Regions from separate parts of the Zea mays genome. Here region 2 is linked to region 1. Evidence: chromatin contacts called from public Hi-C data. All regions are on one chromosome and are shown on one strand. The core of a region is the stretch at or near the end of the contact, and the rest is flanking DNA. Distances in the headings are between cores, read along the strand shown. Region 1 holds the start of LOC100384016 (Mediator of RNA polymerase II transcription subunit 30). Region 2 holds the start of LOC100191815.

Region 1 (6,183 bases), core at 1,833-4,332:
AGGGCGAATCTGAAATTTATGAACTTAAGCACAACTACAAGTCGGGTTAGCGTTAGAAATATAAACGAGTCCGAGAGAGAGGGCGCAAAACAAATCGCAAGCAAATAAAGAGTGAGGATTTGTTTTACCGAGGTTCGGTTCTTGCAAACCTACTCTCGTTGAGGTGGTCACAAAGACCGGGTCTCTTTCAACCCTTTCCCTCTCTCAAACGGTCACTTAGACCGAGTGAGCTTCTCTTCTTAATCAAACGGAACACAAAGTTCCCGCAAGGATCACCACACAATTGGTGTCTCTTGCCTCGGTTACAATTGAGTTTGATCACAAGAAGAATGAGAAAGAAAAGAAGCGATCCAAGCGCAAGAGCTCAAATGAACACAAATGTCGCTCTCTCTAGTCACTATTTAATTTGGAGTGATTCCGGACTTGGGAGAGGATTTGATCTCTTTGAAGTGTCTAGAATTGAATGCTATAGCTCTTGTAATGTGTTGAAGGTGGAAAACTTGGATGCAATTGAATGTGGGGTGGTTGGGGTATTTATAGCCCCAACCACCAAAATGTGGCCGTTGGAAGGCTGTTGTCGCATGGCGCACCGGACAGTCCGGTGCGCCACCGAACACTGTCCGGTGCGCCAGCCACGTCATCCGGTCGTTAGGGTTCGACCGTTGGAGCTCTGACTGGTGGGGCCTCTGGGCTGTCCGGTGGTGCACCGGACAGGTCCTGTAGACTGTCCGGTGCGCCAACTGCGCGTGCTCTGTCCTCTGCGCGCGCATGCGTGCATTAAATGCGTTGCAGTCGACCGTTGTGCGCGAAGTAGTCGTTGCTCCGCTGGCACACCGGAGAGTCTGGTGTGACACCGAACAGTCCGGTGAATTATAGCGAAGCACCCTTCCATTTTCCCGAAGGTGAGGAGTTCAGCCTTGAGTGCCCTGGTGCACCGGACACTGTCCGGTGGCACACCGGACACTCCGGTGCGCCAGACCAGGGTGCCTTTGGGTTATCTTTTGCTCTCTTTGTTTAAACCCTTTATTGGTTTTTTATTGGCTTATTGTGAACCTTTGGCACCTGTAAAACTTATAGACTAGAGCAAACTAGTTAGTCCAATTATTTGTGTTGGGCAATTCAACCACCAAAATCAATTAGGAAAAAGGTGTAAGCCTATTTCCCTTTCAGCTCCCATACCTTGAAATGGCCGGTTGGGGTGGTATTTATAGGCCCCAACACAATTCTAGTCATTGGAGAAAAGTTGCTGCTCTCTGCGGCACACCAGACAGTCCGGTGGGGTCACCGCGTTGGTCGAACGGTCCGCGATGGCGCAGAGGTCTTCTTCCTCGCGAAGGACCTTAGAACTCGCCCCCAGGGGAGATCCCGTTGAGGAAGAAAGTTCCAAGGCCTGCCCTAGGATCGGCAGGCCACCCGGGGCATCTCTGATCGGCGTAGAGTCGAAGAGAGATGGTTGTGGCAGACCACAAATTGATCTAAACTAAGGCTACACTATGTCTACTCCTAAGACATGAAAGATAATTGCAGGTAAATAGATTGATTCGATTGGATTGTGTTCGGGGGTTCTCAATCGGCCGTACCCCTTTATATTTATATGGGGGAGGTCTGGATATGTTCATAGGTGAGTTCCAATATATCTACACGAATAGGTTAGGATAAACACGCATGTGATAAGTACTCTCGCTCGTGATTATCTGGTCACAGGGCGCGGACCGTCTGGGTCATAGAGCCGGACTGTCCGGTCGTGCCCAGATGAAAATATGGTGCTCAACAGTCTCATTCGTCTGTCTTGTCTTAGTTTTTACTAGCAACACACTATTATAACCTAGCCATTTGAACCCATAACTATCTGGAGTGGTTACCTTTAGATTATCTCTTTAATTGCAACTTTTTTTATCATTTTCTAAAAAATTCTATCATCCTAAATTCCAGCTCTCACAACGGTTCTTTGAATTCGATACACAGTCAACTATATTGTTAATATATTTTAAATTAGATTTTATTTTTGCATACGTATTTGTCATAGTTTTAAAGTGATACATGTTTAATTCGTACGTTAGAGTATTAAATATTTAGAGGGAAGAGAAAACAACCTAGATTAGAGGTGAAAGGATCTGCCTCTAGATTTATGGTGTGTTTGGTTTATGGAGTCACTCTATGCTTTATGATATGATGCATCATAAGTTCATTCCATCAATTTTGATGAAATCAACCTACTTCTCATGTACATACTAATTATTAGCTTACGAGGAATGTGGTGGTGATAGATCATCCCATTCTATTCCACAAACCAAATAAAAATTGAGGAGTGAGAAGAAGATGGATCACTTTATTCCTCAAATCAAACACACTATTGTTTATTAGGGTCAACAGTTCACTTGATTTTGATTCGTACCGGTTTCTACTGCTTGTACAGTATTTTTGTCTCTATGAATTATAGTTGCAACAGTTCAAACATCCGGCTTTAATATGAAGCGATAGCCTTAGGGTGTCTTTGAAGCTTCAGGGACAATCCTGGAGAGTCTTAAGGGGTGTTTAAATGCACTAGAAGTATTAGTTAATTGGCTACAAATTGTTAGTGGAATTAGCTAGCTAACAAATAGCTACCTAACTATTAACTAATTTACCAAAAAATAGCTATTATCTAGGAAGTTTGAATGTCTCAACTAATTTTAGTCATTAACTATTAGCTCTAATGCATTCAAACGTCCCTAAAAGAAGGTGTGGGTTCGGCTCACACCTTCTATCTTTTTTAACCTTACAATACAAACAATAGCCATCTGTTTAAGTTGATTCAACCTCTTGGTAATTTCTCATACAATATTATTCTTTAATTATCACACTAGCATACTATGAGATTTTAAAATTTTAAGGTTCGATCGCATCTATATTAAATTTAATAAAAACAGCTACCTCAGTATCATTAGCATGCACGTCACACAATAAATTGTACTAGCTGGATCCGGTCCGTGCAGGAAGAGAGTACTTGGGCTTTCAGGCGACCTGCCTCGGCCCATACCGGGCTTGGAAAGCGCTCTGGCATCACGCAACGCAACTGTGGCCAAATTACGCTGCTTGATGTCGAGCCTGTGGAGTGGCCCGGAAAGTGGGGTTTCGCCGGCGGGCTGAGAGGAGCGGTAGATTGGTGGCAGCGGCGACCTAGGGTTCCGGTGAGTGCATCCATGGCCTCCGAGGCGGCGCGACGGCGGCAGGAGGTGGCGGTGGAGGGGCAGCGGCACCTGGAGGAGACCATCGCAGCCGCGTTCCAGATCCTCGTATCCATGAACGACGAGCTCTGCAACGCCGGTCTCTGGTCCTCCTCTTCCGTATCGGCAGCAGCAGCTGCTGCCGCTTCCGCTGGCTCCCAGCACCACCAATCGGCTACTCCGCCGCCGCCACACTCTGCGGATTCCGACGCTGCCGACGCAGGGGGCGCACCCGGCCCTGGCGGGTCGCTCGACGAGGCGAGGCACCGCTACAAGTCAGCCGTGGTGGCGCTGCGGGACTCCATCTCTGCTGTGTCGTCCTGCCCTCAGGTGAGAGCTCGATGCAGCTTATGCTCCTGGCGCTTATGCGGAGAAGTGTTTTAGGCGCATTCTTCTGTGACGAAAGATGTCACTTCTGGTGTAAAAATCAGGGCATTGCCATTGCCTTGTAGAGGAGCCCAAAACAATTTCTTATTACGTGGTTGATTTGAGATATTTACAACGGTAACAACTCCAACTCTTGCAATGACATAGTGGCCATTCTTGTGGAGGGCCCAACAAATTTTCGTTTCCAAATCTTACAATTTTTTATTTAGATAGGTCCATATTTGGTGCCACAATTATAAAGATGAAATACTGATGTGAACTTGTGAAGTATGTGGTGCTACATTACGTTTTTTTAGAAAACAACCTTGGTTTGCTAAAAAGAACATCATTGGGGACCTATGATTGACTATTCCCACATTTGATGTCAGTACTCTGTTTTTTCTTTTTCTTTTTGAAGAAACATGATTACTGCATGCCGCATGGATTTAGATACTGTCTCAATCAAGACATTTTTTTGAAGAAACATTTTGGGTATGTTTCAAGTCAAGGCATGTGCCTAGCATCCAGTCAAAATGAAACATTTACCAGTCAAGCCTAACTTACTGGTTGATGAACCTTTTCCCACTGGCCCAACTTATGTCTGCTGCATTTATGCATGTCAAATGCACAGGGATGCTATTGACCAAAGTTTTAAAACGTGTCTGGGGAGAACTAATATGCCCAAGGCTTCTGGACTAAAGAGAAGCGGAAGGCGCCTAAGAAAATGGACGAAGGGAGTAATTATTAAGGACAAAGCCAACTGGTAATATCAACAAACATGGATTTTAATGAACTAGAACTTGCTTTTCACATTGTACATAGAAAATTGTTTATCTAACCTTAATCGGCCATAGCTGTAATTGGTGAAGCCTGATTTTTGCACACTGTTCAAGATAAAATTGGTTTGCCAATGCTAGTTGCATTTGATCTAGGCTTCTTATCCCTCCCACATATGACTTGTCTAAGATCATGCATTCTCCACTTCGTCAGGACATTGGTTCAACAGAATCTGAAGTTGACCAGGCGGAGATTGAGAGATTGGAAGAGCATGCTTCTGCTTTAAGAAAGGTACTAGCCCGTAAATTCTCTAGTTACTTTAATCTATGCTACTATATTATATTAGTCTCAAAGTTTGGACATCTGTTTGAATTATGTTTGTCCATTTGCAAGCCATGGCTTCCTGCTAGCTTCATAAGTAGTTAAATACATTGTGAGAAAATAATGTTTTCTATCTTTGTCTGCATAAAAAGGACTAATTCAGTGTCTTAGGCTCCCACTTGAGTAGGGTCTAGGAAGGGATGAACCGAGGCAAACATGAGATAGCTCTCACCACTACACCAAGCATGTTCTTCCCATCTTTGTCTGCATGGAGGTGTAAAAATACGAGTTAGAGCATTTTGCACCATCTACATGATTTATTTACTGTTTTTTATTTTTAATGCACAAGGACTTCCTTTTTTCAGATTCTGTGTTGCATCTCTGGTTCCTAGAAACTCCCAGCACTTTTTTCAATCGTTGTAGTGATTTGAAGAGTACAGTCACATGTGTCGTTATCAATTTAGTTTTGAATTTCATCTATGGTAGCATCTGGTGTATTTAGAAATCAAAAGAAACATGATTTCTGTCAACTTTTTATATACACTTTTTTTTATCACACTAACTTAACACACATTTGACGAACAATTTTCTTGTCTTTCTAACATTGAGATCTAATAACTGACGCAGGAAATTGAAAGCAAAAACAAGCAAGTAAAGCTCCTCATGGATCAGCTCCGTGACCTAATAACTGACGTAGCCATGTGGCAGAGCCCTTGCTCTGTGTGAAGTGTGAACTGTGAAGTGTCAAAGAGACCCTAGCTGGACGTCTGGTAAAGGCATATTGTGCATGTTGGGTAACTGACTACTTGGCAGTTGGAAGGGAGAAATAGATGGGATATGACTGGGCTTCACGAAAAAAAACATAAAGTTTTCCTCTCTATACCAACTAAAATTGTGTTGGGTCATCGATGCAAATGCACATAGGCTGTAATATGTTGGATATGAATGTTATTTTGGACGAGTGTAGATACGCGTATCCTTTGAAACTTGTCTGATTTTTTACCGTGACGAAATTCCTGTAATGCTTTGAGAATCCTGAATTTCTGTCATATAATGGCTTAAATACAATGATTATATTTGCTTCTTGAACGATGAAAGGAATACTTAATAGTGTGTTTGGTTTGAGGAATGAAGATAGTGTGTTTGGTTTGAGGAATGAAGTAATCCATCTTCTTCTCTTTCCTCAATTTTTTATTTGGTTTGTGGAATAGAATGTGTTGATCCTTCATCACCACATTCACCATAAGCTAATAATTAGTATATACACGAGGAGTGAGTTGATTTCATAAAAATTGATAGAATAAACTTATGATGCATCACATCATAAAACATAGAGTGACTCTACAAACCAAACACATCATAAATTGATCTGTTGCTTATATACAGGCTTTAAAACAATATCTTACAAGTACAACATTATGAAGTACTTCACATATATTCGTTGAGAAACTGATTTCCAACCTAGAGAAGTCAACAACCCATAAAAAATCTCGTACTCTCCGACGTTTGGATG
Region 2 (6,183 bases), core at 2,592-5,091, 820 kb after region 1:
TTATAAAATAGTAAAACACATGTAATATGAAACACTAACATACATCTTTAACATACTCCATCCGTCCCATAATAAACAAGTTCCTAGAAATTTTCAGATATATTAGGAACGTTGGCAAAAGAAGCTGTATCCTTATCTCCTTTCCTTTTGTAGAGGATATCTCTTGGATTTGACAGTTATTGCTTGCAAGCACCTATGATTAACTTCCATATTAGGAGACAATCTTTCATATTTGTGTAAAATATTATTTATTTTAGGACAAACTGTGAACCTTTGAATCTTATTCATTATAGAAGAAAGGGAATACATAGTAGCTATATACGCCCCCTGCACTAAATAACGTAGCTGGACCCAACATATTGTTTTGTAGTAGAGAAGCTTCAATTTGGGCTTGAATGGCACATAAAAGTCATTGGAATTCACCGGAGGTCCAGCCTGCATCTCCAACAATGAAGGGAAATTTGGCATCACAAGGGGCCTAATAGAAATCAAGCAATCTACAGTGTTTCCATTTGATTTGATTTGATTTGGTACTTACAAATATGGCGAAAATGCATCGTAGGATACAACATGGAATGGACTAGGGAACATCCAGGACATGAAATTGCACTTCATAAGAAGTATTTCATCCTGTTATCTCTTCTCATGGCACGATACACAGCTTGGACCTGAAAAGCAGCAGGCAGAACTTCAATAAAAGGGGTAACCTTTATATCTACTCCCTCCGTCCCATAATAAATAAGTTTCTAGAAATTTTCGGACATATTAAGAACATTGGCAAAAGACGCATGCATCCTCATCTCCTTTTCTTTCCTGGAGGAATTTTCTTGGATTTGGCAGTTATCGTCTGCATGCACCTATGATTAGCTTCTGCATTAGGAAACAGTGTTCTATGTTTGTGTAAAATATTATTTATTTTAGGACAAATTATGAACCTTCGACTCTTATTTATTATGGGACAGGGGGTGTACAAAAATGAAATGAACACAAAAAAAAAAACAAACTCAGAAAATAGGCATATTTTTTCTGGTAAAGACATTTGAATAAAGGAGAAACTTGTCACCTGCTCACTAGAAACAACACGAATTGGCCCAATGTTTACAGAAACATATTTCCCTCTTGAAGATAATTTCTGAGATACCCGGCCCTGTTCAAGATACATATGAATAGCAGTGAAACAAATCAAGAGAATGATTGTGAAAAGGAACTGAAAGAATTCATTCTATTTGCTGCAGGCTGTACTTATACAGGCATGAGTTACATGCAAGGGAAGAATTAAAATCCTAGAATGTCCTCTAATCAAGCCTAACCAATACGATGCTACAAATGTAGATTCAGATATGATCTGCTATTAAGGCCAGTAATGACTGAGATTGGAGGGTCAGTAATGGCCGTGAGATTGCCTTTCTAACAGATACAACTACAATCTAACATTGGAATGTCTCTTGGCACAGCTTTTTCCTTCATATCTTCACATAGGAAAGCAAAGTTTCACGAAAGTATTAGTCCTACTGCCATCTAAGAAGCATAAACAACAAATAATTGAAGTGCAAATGATTAGTGTACAGAGTCTACTGAACTTATTAGCGCACAAACCATTTCACGGAAGTATTGGCTCCGCGCAAAGCACTAGCAGTCTAATCACATCTTCTTGTTGATAACTACATGGTTTACAAATAATTATAAGAATGATAAAAACTAACCTTGGGAATTGATTCTTGAAGAACAGATTCAACAGCAACTACCATTGACTGGACAAAATCATCACCTCCAGTGCCAATTGCTGTAAATCCTCTATCTGTGGGGTAGGAATTTACCTGTGAAGCAAAACAGCATAGCTAGTGAGCAATGCCTAAAAAATATAGACTCTACAACTTTTAGGGTTCATTCTAACTTTTAATTGCTATCGACATGCCTGAACCTTGACTTGTGGCTTCTGTGGGATTTCAACTCTAGCCTACCCCAACTTGTTTGGGACTAAAAGGCTTTGTTGTTGTCTGTTGTTGTATTCCAGTTTTTAATTCAAAAAGAATATAGCAGAGATGCACTTTGTTGCACACAAACTGATCAGCAGTAATAATATGATAAAAGGATAGCAAAAATGAAAGGCAGCATGAGATGTTCATGTTCTCAATCACTATTGAGTTTCCCGAAAAAGGTTGAAGGCCATTGATGGTGTAAAATATTGTATCCATAACATACAAAGAATACCACAAATGAGCGTCACAAAGTTAAAAGTCATTCAATTTAGCTTCCCATGACCTACCATTTCCCCAAAACAGAACATGTGATAAATCCTACCTTAATGTTAACAAGCTACTGCTTCCAGAAGAAATATTAGTACAAACAAGAGCTTTTTCAATATATAAAGGACTCTCATTGCATCAGCATTTCTCAAAATTTAGGAGTCACTATTTCGTAGAGTGCCCATTGTAAGTCTATCTTTAGGTAAGTTGTAAAGAAGATGGACAATGAGACACACCTTCTGATCCAGAACAAGCCATTCATCACTTGCATCGTCAGTCACAGTACCACCCATGACCATATTTGTTGTGAGTGCAACCCTTCCTTTAGACCTTGCTATCTCTGGTTTCAGAAAAATAAAAGCCAGTATGAAGTAGAGCATGGAATAAACCCTAGAAGAACTTTTGGCTCAGTGTAAACATGAATCCTTCCATCATGAACACCAGTGTTTTAAAGGCGTCGCCTAGGCGTCCAGACGCTCAAGCAATCTGAGGCGCCTTGCTCGCCTAGGCGTCGCCTAGGCGGCGCCCAGGCGGTGGCCAATTTCTTGTCTCGCCGTACCGCCTTAAGAACCATGATGAACACAAATTTCATGAATGGTGAAGTAGGCATTAGAGCATGGAATAAACCCTAGCAAAACTTTTGGCTCAGTGGAAACATGAAGCCTTCCATCATGAACACAAATTTCATGAATTTGGCAAAGTAGGCACAAACCATACATAGTCCTGCAAGGAGATATGTCACTTTACATCGTTATCATGTTTGTTTTAGATTCTGATTGTGGATTGTACCTTTTACTATCTCAAGCTACAACAATCCACAGGCCAGGTTGCTACAACCCAACAATCTGTGGCGGCAGCTAGTAGATCGTTATGATTCACAAGCTGCTTTTCACAATTTACAAGCTGAAACATGCAGGGCCTTGCATTGACCAATACACCAATTCATCTATGCTATTGAGCGGTTCTATGCTGAGGATTATCCTGATTACCCTATTACACAGTAATATGCAAAGTAAAAATGAATGCGACACTAAAGAACTGTAGCCGAAATTGCGTTGGATAAATCAACCAAGCCATGGAATCATCGCATTTTACTGCTAATTCCAAGCCAAACCAACGGTAAATTACATATCCGAAGTAACCCTCGAACCCATCCATCGCAATAAACCAGCGATTTGGTAGCCCGATGTCTAAAACTATATTATATCCGAGCAAGAAACGACTGAAGCGACTAGCTGAAGCTGCGAATAAGCAAGACGGAATAACTCGTACTAACAAGCAGTGGGGAAGTGGGGTATGACGACTCACTGGATATGGCCTCGAGCACAGCTTCTTGCGGCGGCTGCCCGGGCTCCCCGCCCCCGCCGCCGGAGCAGCAGCGGAGGTGCGGACGGCGGCCACCGCGGGACGCTCTCCAAACAGGTGGCGCCGCGGCCGGGAGGCGGTGTAGCGGGTCGGGGAGGAGCAGGGAGCGGAGGGCAAGTGCGCGGCACGCCATCGCCGCTCCGTCCGTCGTCGTCCTCTTCTTCCGGTCGCCGCGGCCACGAGATTTCGTGGGATTTTTCTCGGTTCGCGTCGGTCTGCTGGATTTCGTTTGCGTGGAGGGCCGACGAGCCGTTATTTCCCCCCCTCTTTTCCCTTCTTTTTTTCCCTATACAATCTTCGGTTCTGCCACCAACAGCTTCACAAGCTGTTAGAAGCTGTATTTTAATCGAACACTAATTTTTAAAAATTAAAAAAACCACGAGTGAAATTCTTTTACGCTCTCAGACAAAAATAGACACTGATATGAAACTGAAAAGTAGCTTTCCACCGTTCTTTACCTCATTTCTTTTAGGCATGCAATGCAACAAGCCATTATAAAGATGTTTTTGTCAAATAACTGTTTCGAAATAGCCTAACTTCACCAAAAAGATGTTTTTGAACTAAACTAAATAGAGCTTTCGTTGTTTGATGCTAGATAGCTCAAGGCTTTTCCCCTTATGTTAAGATTTGAGGGTGAAGGAAGGACGAGTCAGAAATCACATATACAATAAATTGTAGGCAAACTGGCTTATACAGAAGTGGCATCTTATAGTGTGTTTGATTGAATATACAAGGAGAGATGGAAGGAGGCCAGCCATATTTTTTTCCATGATGTTTGGATAAGGGTCACATGAGAGCGTGAACACCGGAGCAATTTTTCCTGACGGCGCGGTCCCAAAAAAACGTGTGACCAAAAAAGAGCTCTTGCGTTGCCTCCCAACTTTATCCTTACCCTACCCCCTCTCATCATTTATCTTGGTGACGGATCTTGGCGGCCGGGAGCCAATGCACGTGGCCGCCATCGTGAGGGTGAGCATAAGCACAAGCGCAGGCGAAGGCGAGCGTCCAGGCGAGCGGCCGACCAAGTGCACATCACCGGCTTGTCGGCTGCCTTCCGGGTACGTGCCACCTGCCTGTGATCTTGCATGGGTTTCGATGCGTGTCACCTTCCTGAAATTTGGTTCCGATATGTGTTTCAGGAACTCCAACCACCGGACCAGCATCGGAACGTCTAAGAACAATCTCCCTGGCACCAGCACAAGAACATCCAAGAACAAGTATGCCCCAATGTAATCCTTATCGTTGTGCTACTAGATCTGGTCATTTTTGCTTCGGTGACAATGGTTATCATTGATTTGTGCCATACTTGGTTTCTTTGATGCTATATGTGGTGCTATTAGAACTGACTCGGGTTGCCTGATGCTACTTGGTTTGTGCCCTAATGTGAAGATAATTGCTAAATGTAAATTAAAAAAGAAATGTTGATAGAATGAATGCCACCTTTTGGTTCGACAAAATCAAACTGATGGCTACTTTTTTGCTGTTCAAATGACTACTTTATGTGTTATGGTTATTTTGTTGTTCAAATGGCTACTTTATGTGTTGTGGTTCTCCTACCAGTTAATTTTATGTGATGTTAACCTACCGGTTATTTTTTCTAATCATTCAAATCTCTTACTAGTATTGTTCTATGCATAATCAGTAACCTAGTAAGAACTAGAGCATAGCCTAGTAGCCTGGTACATTGGACTTTAATCTTGCTGATGTGTTGTAGATGGACAAGGCGACCTAGCTTTTGATTTATGGTGTTGCAGCACACGTGTTGCTGTCCATGATGGCCATGGTTATCGAGTCCAGGAAAAGAAAAAGAGATGGTAGAAGAGTCAGTATTACTTATGGGCCAATGGAGGAAAGGGATAGGATGAGACTTGATTATATTAACACTAAAATATGGATGAGTGATCAACATGTGTGAACATGCTTAGACTTAGTAGATCTACTTTCTTTCGCTTTTGCAAGGGTTTTAGAGATCGGGGTTTACTTGAAGATACAATACACATGTGTGTTGAGGAACAAGTGGCCATGTTTTTGAACACAGTGGGACACAACCTTAGGAATAGGTTGGTGGGAACAAATTATGGTAGATCCGGTGAGACTATGAGCCGTTACTTCAACAAAGTGCTTCATCCTATAGGAGAGCTACAAGCTGAACTTATTAGGCTACCATCATTGGAGACTCCATTCAAAATAGCAGGAAATCCAAGATGGGATCCCTACTTTAAGGTGTGATGTTCATCTATCTAATATTCTACTTCAAGAACTTTCACTATTTAAACCCATAAGGCCCTTAATTGTATTTTGGCTTGTATTGGATAAACATATGATTGCATTGGAGCTATTTGTGGCGGAACCATCCGAATTATTCCAGCTTAAGTGCCCGAGTCACGCCTTGGAGGCAGCAACACACTTAAATCGGAATAACCCGTCAGTCCCTCAGATCTAGTCAGCCACTTACCAAGGATCGAATACCACTAGCTCGCTCGAAGGTGAGGCACCGAGAAATACAATAAAGCATAATACCATAAATTAAGAAAGTATCATTAGTGATTACATTATCGGAGTTTCAGAAATA

What was found. A called contact is a pair of places that touch in the nucleus more often than the background predicts.
Region 2: a Hi-C map of leaf shows a contact between it and region 1, with 10 times the contacts expected there. The contact joins the promoter of LOC100191815 here to the promoter of LOC100384016 in region 1. A contact is called at or near these places in 3 of 25 Hi-C or Micro-C datasets (ear, leaf and tassel).

Annotation. Positions count from the first base shown.
Region 1 is chr2:72,633,145-72,639,327 of Zm-B73-REFERENCE-NAM-5.0, forward strand. It overlaps LOC100384016 (Mediator of RNA polymerase II transcription subunit 30), which reads left to right and starts at 3,083. Exons shown (of 3, transcript NM_001176627.1): 1 at 3,083-3,536; 2 at 4,563-4,640; 3 at 5,298-5,653. The coding sequence starts at 3,183. The coding sequence ends at 5,396.
Region 2 is chr2:73,453,809-73,459,991 of Zm-B73-REFERENCE-NAM-5.0, forward strand. LOC100191815 reads right to left here and starts at 3,842. Exons shown (of 6, transcript NM_001137239.1): 1 at 3,555-3,842; 2 at 2,483-2,586; 3 at 1,704-1,817; 4 at 1,064-1,147; 5 at 539-668; 6 at 248-435. The coding sequence starts at 3,744. The coding sequence ends at 612.